Linked DNA regions of Danio rerio: region 2 is linked to region 1. The links are chromatin contacts, called in public Micro-C maps. All regions are on one chromosome and are shown on one strand. Each heading gives the region's core, a stretch centred on a gene start, on an enhancer-like site or on the middle of the called end of the contact. The rest is flanking DNA. Distances are from core to core; before and after follow the strand shown.

Region 1 (5,748 bases), core at 1,604-4,103:
CTGTACAGGACTGATTTTTTCCCAGGCCTGGGCTGGATGCTCACAAAAGACCTCTGGGCAGAGCTTGAGCCAAAATGGCCGGCCTCCTTTTGGGATGACTGGATGCGCCACCCTGATCAGCGCAAAGACAGATCCTGTATCAGACCGGAAATATCCAGAACGTTAACCTTCGGTCGAAAGGGTGTGAGTTTGGGGCAGTTCTACGACAAGTACCTCCGCTTTATTAAGCTCAACACCGAATTTGTGCCTTTTACAAAAATGGACCTGTCTTATTTAGAGAAGGAGAAATATGATGAGAGCTTTGAGAAGGAGGTTTACGCTGCTTCACTTGTCACATTGGAGGACTTAAAGAGTGGTAAACTGTCTGGATCTGGCCCATTTCGGGTGCAATATTCTAGTCCGGACAGTTTTAAAAGTTTGGCTCGCAATCTCGGCGTAATGGACGACCTGAAATCTGGAGTCCCAAGAGCTGGGTATAGAGGAGCAGTCAGCTTTCTTTTACGTGGGAAGAGGGTTTATTTAGCTCCACCTGCTGGTTGGAGTCGGTATGATCCAAGCTGGAGTTGAGGTGGGCTGTGCCTGCTTCACATTTAAGGTGCAAAGCACACTAAAAAAATAATAATATTGCATGTAAACATCATTCCCTTCACAGCATTGATGAGATTAATTATCATTGTGCTGCTTTATGATGGAAAACCTCATTGAAGGGGTTTCAGGATGAACGCGATACCAAAGATTATAAACAAACCAACTTGTTGCCTCAGGTTTCATTATCATGTCTCAATGGTAGGAGTTATACGATCATTTTGATTAGTCAAATCATTAAACTGACAGAGCTAATAAATGAAAAATCTTATAATGACATATTTTTCACACAGTGAGTGTTTGTTCAGGAACAGAACTTGAGTGTAAAATGTGTTTTAAAAAGTAACACTTATTTTTTTTAACTGTGAAAACCGATCTAAGTGCCTATAAATGTAGGAGATTGTTTGATTAATTTCTGTGTACTGTCTTTATTTGATTGTGTGTATGGTTTATAGCGCTGTGATTGCATTTTGTTGGGGGAAATCATGGTATTTTCGATTGTTTTGTGTTTTACTTCTGTGCTGGGATTTTGTTTGGGAGGAAAATACAGTTGTTACATTTAATTGACTCTTTATTTCTTACCCATACAACAATAATAAAAAAATCTATCTATCTATCTATCTATCTATCTATCTATCTATCTATCTATCTATCTATCTATCTATCTATCTATCTATCTATCTATCTATCTATCTATCTATCTATCTATCTATCTATCTATCTACAGTGTTTATTCTGTCTGTCTATCTATTGTCTGTATTATCTGAAGATGATATAGACACTATAGATCAGGGGTCACCAATCCTGGTCCTGGAGGGCCGGTGTCCCTGCAGTGTTTAGCTCCAACTTGCCTCAACACACCTGCCTGGGTGTTTCAAGTATACCTAGTAAGACCTTGATAAGCTTGTTCAGGTGTGTTTGATTAGGGTTGGAGCTAAAATCTGCATGGCACCGGCCCTCCAGGATCAAGTTTGATGACCCCTGCTATAGAAAAATAGATGTTTTAGATAATTTAGACACAAAAGATACTACTGTAGATAATCTTATCTATCTATTATGTGTCTTATGTCTATTATCTACAGTATATATTTTGCTTTCATGTCTTCAGTGTCTATATTATGTACAAGATCAATTTATCTATCTATAGTGTCTACAGTATATTATCTATAGTAGTGTGTATCTTCTGTCTATACAGTCTATGATCTATCTATAGTCTATATTATTGACAGTATAGTGTTCTATCTATCTATCTATCTATCTATCTATCTATCTATCTATCTATCTATCTATCTATCTATCTATCTAGTCTATATCATCAACAGTATCTATCTACCTACAGATAGACTACTGATAGATATATAGATAGACAGACAGACACACTGTAGATAATATAGACTATAGATAGAGAATTGGAAAGAAAGATATTATGGATAATATAGACACGAAAGATACTGTAGATAATCTATCTTATCTATTATGTCTAATGTCTATAGTACGTTATCTACAATACTGTTTCTATTTAAATATAGTGTCTATCTATCTATCTATCTATCTATCTATCTATCTATCTATTTATCTATCTATCTATCTATCTATCTATCTATCTATCTATCCATCTATCTATCTATCTATCTATCTATCTATCTATCTATCTATCTATCTAGTCTCTATAATATCATCTACAGTATCTGTCTATCCACACACATTCATAATTATATATTTCTGTAGAATGTAGTCATTTATTCGATTTATATATATACTTATTATATATACTAAATTAAGCTTTCTGGCATATGAGATTCACCAAACAAAAAGTAATGTTATTTTTAGCCACAAGTTAACTACGTCACCGGAGCACTCCCACGTTATGACGTATGTTGCCAGAGCCACGGCTCTGACGTTAACTACCGTAGCTCAGGCAGTCCTGAAAGGTTTGATTTCGCGTTTTCTATTTACCTCACTCGTGTGTCACATTTCGTTTCGAGCACACAGTAGAGGAATGCTGTGTTAAATATGGGGTAAATTTGAGTCAAATGAATGGACTTATTTGTCATTTTAACTCTATATTTAATTTCCAACCACTTTCAAACTCATCCGTCCGGTTTATTTATGTGCTGGTTTACAGCAGCAGCGTAAACAAACCACCATGGAGGAAGAAAAATATAGTTAAAATACCTTCAGACGAGAGACTTCAACGGTACTTCTCTTATTCGCTTTCGATCTGGTGGTTTTCTACTTTTTAATTGAAATTATTTCATCCTGAATTTCCGGAGAGGCCTGTAAATGGATCCAGCGGCTTTGCGTGAAAGTCCTGCGGGTTCAGGGGCTGCTTTGGCGGAGGAGAGAGGAGGAAATCGGGCGCCGGAGGAGGAGGAGACCGGTGAGGGACGAGAGGCTGATGGAGAGTCCGAGGAAACTGACCTTGAGAGTAGAGACTCCAAATGTCCAGATGAAAACTCACTACATGGAAAACTGACTGAGGAGGAACTGGATCCTAGAATCAAGGTAATGTTTATATACTGACACAGCACTGTTCTCTGAAGATATTCATTCGTTTTTGTAAACTATTTTGCACTAACGTTAAAGTTAATACGCTAATAACGTTAAAAGAAAGAAAAAAGAAGGAGAGAAAGAAAAACAAAGAACAAGAGCATGTATACATAACTTTTACGTTATCATGGAGAAGATGAGTTTAGCTTATTAGGCAACGTATATTCACAGTTCTGATCGCTTTACGACTTGAAAGTCCTTTAAGAGTTTCAATATATATATATATTTTTAAATCAGCCTTGAAATGGAAGATGTTAGGCTTCCTCTCCGACCATTTACACTTGTGTGTATGAAATTTGCCTAACAGATTTAACATAAACAGGAGATTCTTATCTATATCTTTTTTATCTATGTAAAATATTTAAAATCTTTTTTCTTAATAATAATTCCATGACCACTTAGTATATTTAAATAGACATTCAACATCAAACCAGAAATATCTAACATGCACAACTTTACTATCAAAAAACAAATGCATAACAGTGTCAACATCCATTCCACAAAAAACACACGATTCAGAAAGATCAACTTTATACCTCTTGAGAAACTGGTTGGTTGGATCTATTTTATGTGTAATTTTAAAGTAGGTTTTACTGACTTTATTAGTGACACAGTATTTGTTGTTGTAAGTCCAGGTCAAGTTCCAATTAATATTCTGAAATTGGTTATTCCAAAAGTACTTGTGTCTAAAGGTTGCAGGACAATAACCAAACTTTTAAGAAATGTATAATTACAGTTTCTATTTTGATAGATAACATACAAGAGCCTGCCTATAAAAATTAGATAACTGAATGGCCCGGGAGCTTATTAATTTCAAAGTCACACTTTAAAAGAAACTCTATACCACTGACTTTTCCAAAAATAAGGTTTGGGATTATATACCATGTTTTATTTTTATGTTTGATATAATGTTTAATCCAATTCAACTTAAAATTGTATTAGAAGTATCAAAATGAAGCACATTCAAACCTCCTTGATTATATGAATTACATAAAATATTTCTATTTAAATAGTGAGGTTTGTTTTTCCATATGACATTTGACATCCCTGAATTTTTTTTTTTAAATAACTGATTTTGGTACATCTAATACTTTAGCAAAATACACCAATAGTGATAGACCTTCAGTTTTTGACGAAAAAAAAAATATATATATATATAATAAAGAGGTAATAAAAATAATAAATCAAAGTGCATTTTTGATAAATGAATAATTTGAATCCCATTATTATCACACCAGTTTCTAGGTCACACTTCTTCAGATTAAACCAGCAACCTTTAATGAGTAGCCAAGATAAGGTACCTATCATTTACTGTGTTTCTTTGTCCAGGAGGAACTAGAATGTCTAAATGAGACCAGCGAGGAGATCAACAAGATGGAGCTGGAACTGCAAGTATGTGGACATTCAGACAGTGCACTTTGGACAATTCTAACTTTAAGGACATTTTGGATATTCATTTACTTCAAAATATATGCTTCTTGTTGCTCATTGTAATTTACACTCACTTTTATCCAATAAGACTATAATCTTTTTTTTTTTTTTTAGATGTACTTGAGATTAAAGCTGCAGCCTTTGTGCTACTAGCTTAGCTTGATTATTAAACATTAGTCAACCAACACCCAGTTTTATAATAAATTTGATTAAAAGTATTATATTATATTATATTATATTATATTATATTATATTTTGTTATGTTATATTATATTATATTATATTATATTATATTATATTATATTATATTACATTATATTATATCACACTGTATAGACATTTTTATTATAAGATAAAAATATAATTTTTAATAATAACATTTTTAGTATATTTATTACTATTTGTTTATTTATTTATTTATTAATAAACCACAAGAATCAACAAGTTTCTTCACCAAATAAGTAAAATAAAAAAAAGTTTCAAGTTGGTTTTAGTTTATGTTTTTCTTAATAGTTTTAGTTATGTTAATAATACATTTTAATAATAATTTAAAATGGTTAATGAAATATAATATAATATATTATAATGTAATGTTTAAAATAATTTTATTATATACAGTGCCCAGCATAAATGAATACACCCATTGCAGATTTTTCTTTTTATTTATGCTTTCTGTAGTATGTAATACAAAACATTTACTTGTTTACATTAGATTAGTTAGTACTGAAACCAAAACTGGAGCTTATCTAACAAAATAACTTAAGATCCTAGTGCCAAAAAATTGTACAGCCCAACAAATATGTGAGGGAAAAACCCTAAATAAATAAAAAAAAGTCGAAAATATTAAATAAATAATCAAGAGATCTGTAAAGAATATTCAATTTAGTTGTGTAGTTAGTATTTTTTTTTGCAAAACTTTATTTGAATTTAGATGTATGATTTTTCTCCTAAATATTTTAGATGACCAAACAACTTTTTTATTGATTATTACTGTAATAAAACTGTTTTGTATCAATACACCCAAAATATATTACCTATATTTGCTGAGAAATTTAAAAATATATATTCTCTTAATAGTATTTTTAAAAGTTGTTGTATATGATGTGTTTTGGTGTCAGTACAGCAGGATAAAATTTTACTTTTAAACTTTTTAAAGTTTTATTGGTTAATAGCTGAAATAAA
Region 2 (5,748 bases), core at 2,332-4,831, 44 kb before region 1:
TATTTTCTTATTTTATGTATAAACAGAATTCTTGTCTTCTTCAATAAAACTTATTTGACAAAACAAAAAAAAAAAGTTTCCAGTAAACATGAAAAACGAACAGCAATATTTTATGTTTAGTCACATAAAAAGTTTAATAAACAAATATGCAATATACACAAGCTGGGATCAAAAGGGATTACTTACTAATGATTTGACTTTCAGTATTTTACACAAAAACATTCCTGTTTTGGTGTGTGTTTTTAATAATGTATTTATTTTAATAATGTGTTTATTTTTTGTACTCCAGGTTGTAGTGGCCACAAATATCGCAGAGACATCTCTCACCATCGACGGCATCATCTATGTGATCGATCCGGGATTTTGCAAGCAAAAGAGCTACAATGCAAAAACAGGAATGGAGTCTCTCATTGTCACTCCTTGTTCACGGGTAAGAAAATGGAATTATCCAGACACAATTATCTTTTAATTACCTAAATATATCATATAAAGATATATATCCAGACACTTTTTCTGGTTGTATATTTTTAATCAGACATGTTCACTTTTTATTTATGTAAAATAGCTCTAATCTTGATCCATGTGTACAGGAAATATTGACATAAGTTTGCGTCACTATTTTAAATCTTTATGCTATGGTGAACTTTTGTGTTTAATATGTTGTTTTATATGAATATTTTAAGGGTAATGTTTAAAAAGGTGTCTTCTGGAGTAATTTTAGAATATTTATTATTAATTAAACCAAAAGATTACACATAACTTGTTTTAGTGTTGTTGTATGTTTTTTTTTGTGCAATAAATGTTTATTAGGAAAATCGATATGATTGCATTTCATTCATTCATTAATTTTCCTATGGCTTAGCCCCTTTATTCATCAGGGGTCACCACAGCAGTATAAACTGTCAACTTATCTAGTATATGTTTTACACAGCAGATGACTTTCCAGCTGCAACCCATCCATACACACTTATTCACACACATACACTACAGCCAACTTAGTTTATTCAATTCACCCTGATTGCATGTTATATATTGTACATTTATCATAGGTTTTGCTGTGAATAAAGCCAATGCTTTGCTGATAAGCCATTAAAACATGAATAAATATATGTTGCTTTAAATGTGAATTAATAGTGAGTGATGTGTTTTATTATGATGCAGGCCTCAGCCAATCAGAGAGCTGGCCGTGCAGGCAGAGTGGCTGCTGGGAAATGTTTTCGGCTGTACACTGCCTGGGCGTTTAAACATGAGATGGAGGAGACCACTGTTCCTGAGATCCAGAGAACAAACCTGGGCAATGTGGTTCTGCTGCTCAAAAGTCTTGGTAAGAACGAATGAATTAGTTTTTTTTTTTCATGTGTGTGAATAGGAGTAAAACATACCTGAAATATTAAGACACATAAGCAGTATTTAGATATGCATGAATACCATTTCATTTAATACAAAACATTTAATACTTAAAAGTACCTGAATTTAAAACATATGGATTCAAGGCATAGAAGGCACTTAAGATCAAACATAGATCCTTGAAAGTGCTTGAAATAAATATGAAATTAAATTTGTTTGTGGTTTTACTTTAACAACTGTGATCAATTTAAAATCGAATCTCTATTAATAACGCTGACAAACAACCACATTTCATCAATATTTCAGAAACCGCATTTCAGTATCACTTGTATTGAATTCAACAAATTTCTTTAAAGTTCTTTAAAAAGGACTTTTTTAAACTTTACTCTGACGTTTTTTATGCAAATTTATATGCAAATAAAATGTTAAGTACAGTAAGGACTTTCATGACGCTACATATTCAGGGGTGTGAATTACAAGGGTGCTTTATTCAAAATGAATGACGCTTTAAAAAGTCCCTGAAAGTCTGTTCGGAAAAATGTGGGAATCCTGTTTTAAAGACAGTTTTTTTTAACAAGTATGTAAAAATTAGGACAGTTGTGTAGTAAAGTTGTAAAACTATTTTATGCAAGAAAAGTTTGAGATTTCAGTCTGACAAAAAGAAGTCATATTTTATCATGTGACTTTTGGCTGAGAATTGTTAGAGGATCATTTTTAGCTGATGTGATGCACCTGGTAAAATATGTGTGGACTGACTTCATAGACTTAAAAAAAAGTTACTTATGTTGTTTATTTACTGTATTTAATTGATCAAAAAACAATATAAATTGTAAATGTATGAAATATTTTCACAAAGTAATGGTTTTCTAATTTAATATATTGTCATTAATAATATATTCTTTTGATAGACTACATATTTGACCTCATTAGTCATCAGTGTCGCATGAATTTTTACAATTCATTTGAATATTAGGATTTAGTGGTTATGACATATTACTTAGTATCAACAGGGTATCCGTGGAGTCTTAAAGTCTTACTTTTCAAAAAACTAATTTTAGACCTTAAAGTCTTAAACTTTTTATTAAAACTTTTTTAAAAAAAAAGTTAATTTAATTTAATTTAATTTTTTTTATTTTAAAAAAAAAAAATTTTATTAAAAAAAAAATACACAATTCCTCATGATAATAACAGCAATATAGCCCCTTACATAGACTTCCACTTACATAAAAACTATTCACTGGAGTAAGTGTGAGTAGACATAATATTTAGAAATAGGCATGAAACTTAAGGTATTAAAACAGAAACCCATTAAGTTGAATAGGAGTCATTTAGACCAAAAGCAAACAACGATATATTTTTAATTATTTGAGTAGTTTTCTTCATAAAAAAAATACTTTTAACAATGTTAAACTAAGTTTTTTTTTAACATAATGTGTCAAAACAACTGCAGTTTTCTTGTTTTGATGAAAATGTTTTTCTTGTTTTGATTTGATGAAACTTGCAGAAACCCAGATCAGTTTTTAAAATGTATGTGCATCTATATTTAAATGGTTTACATGCAAATCTCCAATTACAGTGAGCATTTTTCTTAGCCCCTTACGTTTGTGTTCAGTTATTTCACATTGAAAGTGATGAAATGACTTAATCTAGACATAGGATTTTGCATCTGAACTCTTCATATTTTTGTGAACTCCTTTCTTTTTTCTACAAAATGTAATACTTAAAAATTATAATGAATTTACTGTCACTTTTAATAATATAAATACATCCCTGCTAAAGATTTATACTGTCACCCATCAAGGATACAGTATAATGATGACAACGTCTGAATGCTAAAAGTACATCTAATATAATCACCCCAGACTAGCTGGTTTTAATGACCTAGAAAGTTAGCTCTGAATGACATACACACATGCTTACGTGTCCAAATACTTGGTGGTGTCATTGTACTAAAGTATTAATGTTACATGCCTTTGTAGTTATTTTTATCTTGATGGATCGTGTCAGTTTTAGTAATTGAATTGTTCACGCATGTGTAAAAAGATCTGACCCTCGTTCTTTTTCTGAAATCAAACACACATTGTGTACATAAGATCTAATGTGTTTTTTTCCTTCATCTCTGCTGCAGGCATAAATGACCTGATTCATTTTGACTTCATGGATCCTCCTCCTCATGAAACTCTGGTGTTGGCTTTGGAGCAGCTCTATGCTTTAGGCGCCCTCAATCACCTCGGCGAACTCACTAAGGTGCGATTAAAAAAAACACACACATTAAAACGCTTTTATAGCCATATAATTATTCTGTATTAGATTGTGGTTTCAAAAAACATGTGGTTTTCTAAAACCTTATGAACTTGGTTCACTCAGAATTGTGTTTACTATAAAAAAAGACATAGACGGGTGGGTGTCAATCAGGTCAAGCCATTACAATGAACTGTTCAACACAGCATATTAAATAGAAACAGATTATTGATTGGGACATCAATTCTTTTCAAGAACTGGAATTATTTTCAAGAGCTGTCCCTTCCTTATAGGATTGAGTTGTAGAACTAACTAGCTCGTCTTAAGCCCTGTTCACAGTGACTACGTTTACATGAACATCCATAATTCGATTTTATTGCGTTTAAGACAATACTCTAAGAGTCTACCATGTAAACAGAGATTTTTATTAATTTAATTATCTTAAGGTCATAATTGAACTAAAGAGAAATCAAATTTAGACGTGTGGAGTATGCTGATTTTAGTCGCATTATTGAAGTGCAGTACAGGCATGTAAACACCTTAATCGAACTATTACCGTCATGTAGGACTTTTTGTCGCGTTTTGCAACAGGATAGTCCACAAACACACCCACATGGCTGTTTGACTCTCTACCCCTCTCTGTGGTCTGCACCTACCCAGTCAGTGCAGACCACAGACACCTGCATTGTGAAATGCGAAGGCTTTTTTTCTACCATTCAGCATGCGGTATGAACTTCCATTTAAACAACACTCTTTCAGCAGTTCATAGTTGCATCCAATATCTCGCTTGTCACAGGGGTGTGCATGAAATGTTCGTGAATGAAAGTGAAAATGCCAAACTGCAGCGAAAAATTAAAAATGAAACACCTGGAATTACATGCAACTTCGGAGGAAATGCGAATTGCGCCGTGACGCAATGATGCTAATCGAATTATGTGCTGTAACATGTAAAAAGGGATCATGAAAGTAACACTCAAAAAGCAACTCATGTAAACACCTTAGTCTTATTATTGTCTTAATTAGATTAAAGCAAATAAATTGATTACTGATGTCCATGTAAACGTAGTTGCTGTGAGATTTTAACCACGATTTTGTCATCTGAGTCAATTTTGGAAAATCCTAAATGATTCCTGAAATCCCAGGCTAAAATCTGTGATCTTTGATCGTTGGTTTGACATGTTTACAGACAGCCGCCTAATGCCCGTTGCAATCAGATTTTTCCTCAGATGAAGTTCTAGCAGTGTCAGAAGATTTCAGACTCCGAATTTGATGACGCAATCCGTGCGACAATTCAAATGACTGCGGGGAAATGTCAAACAGTTTTATCCTCCTGGTTTTGTCATTGAGACACGGCGTGTGCAATATTGCCGCTACAGATTGTTTACGTTTGCTGTGAGGAATCATTTCAGAATGCGGGATAGTGAATGTGTCACAGATGGATGAGGTCAAACTTCGGGGATGTTTTCTTTTGTTTTTGGCGCTATTACATTGTCGTTCAGTCTGACTTTATGACTGCTGAGATCTTATAGTGCGACATGGGAGCCATATTCGTGCACTCTGACATGCTACAATTGTTCAGGATTATAAAAAAATCGCACGGTGTGAGCTGGCCTTTATATGCAGATAGGTAAGCTTATCCTATACTATAGAATATGGTCCAACTGCTTAAAGGATTAGTTGACCTAGAACATTTAATTTCCTCACCATTTACTAACACTCAAGTGGTTCTTAACCGAATATCCAGACGTCACGCTTTCTTGAAATGTTTTAGGAAACTACTTAAGACTCATCTTTTTATTAAAGCATTTCATTTATGATTTATCACTGTCATTTTTAATGCAATTTGTAATTGTGCTTATTTATTGTTTATATTGATTATTGTGGTTTGTCTTATTTTTTTGTCTTCAGTGTTTGGCACTAGCTTAACTACATTTCTCAGTAGCGTGGCAATAGTGTCGCTACTTTCTAATTCCAATAATTTTTCAGTAGCGCAGTAGCATCCACAAAGCTAAATTTACAGATCGCAGACTAATAAGTGATGGCACTGACATTCACAGAGCTGTGAGGTCGGTGTCTATCAGGTGAGAGTAAATCCATATGATGGCGAGAAGGACAATTTCTTCTTCCTGTTTCGCTGTTGTTGACAATAAAATTTTTGGT

What was found. A called contact is a pair of places that touch in the nucleus more often than the background predicts.
Region 2: a contact with region 1 is called in a Micro-C map of caudal fin, with 3 times the contacts expected there. The contact joins the enhancer-like site here to the promoter of sh3bp5la in region 1. A contact is called at or near these places in 3 of 18 Hi-C or Micro-C datasets (caudal fin, hematopoietic stem cells and an unstated tissue).

The regions. Positions count from the first base shown.
Region 1 is chr15:37,491,926-37,497,673 of GRCz12tu, reverse strand. It overlaps sh3bp5la (SH3-binding domain protein 5-like, a), which reads left to right and starts at 2,853. Exons shown (of 6, transcript NM_213160.1): 1 at 2,853-3,090; 2 at 4,465-4,527. The coding sequence starts at 2,869. mgat1a (alpha-1,3-mannosyl-glycoprotein 2-beta-N-acetylglucosaminyltransferase a) reads left to right here. Exons shown (of 2, transcript NM_200676.1): 2 at 1-997. The coding sequence ends at 567.
Region 2 is chr15:37,537,039-37,542,786 of GRCz12tu, reverse strand. dhx16 (DEAH (Asp-Glu-Ala-His) box polypeptide 16) reads left to right here. Exons shown (of 21, transcript NM_200024.1): 14 at 290-430; 15 at 1,162-1,324; 16 at 3,476-3,594. Among named protein-coding and RNA genes, the nearest start is that of rnf183, 18 kb to the right of the region's middle. Within about 2 kb of position 3,581, at least 2 of the 62 cell types and tissues checked have an H3K27ac peak or open chromatin away from gene starts, as enhancers often do. A contact at or near this core is called in caudal fin, where this site is marked.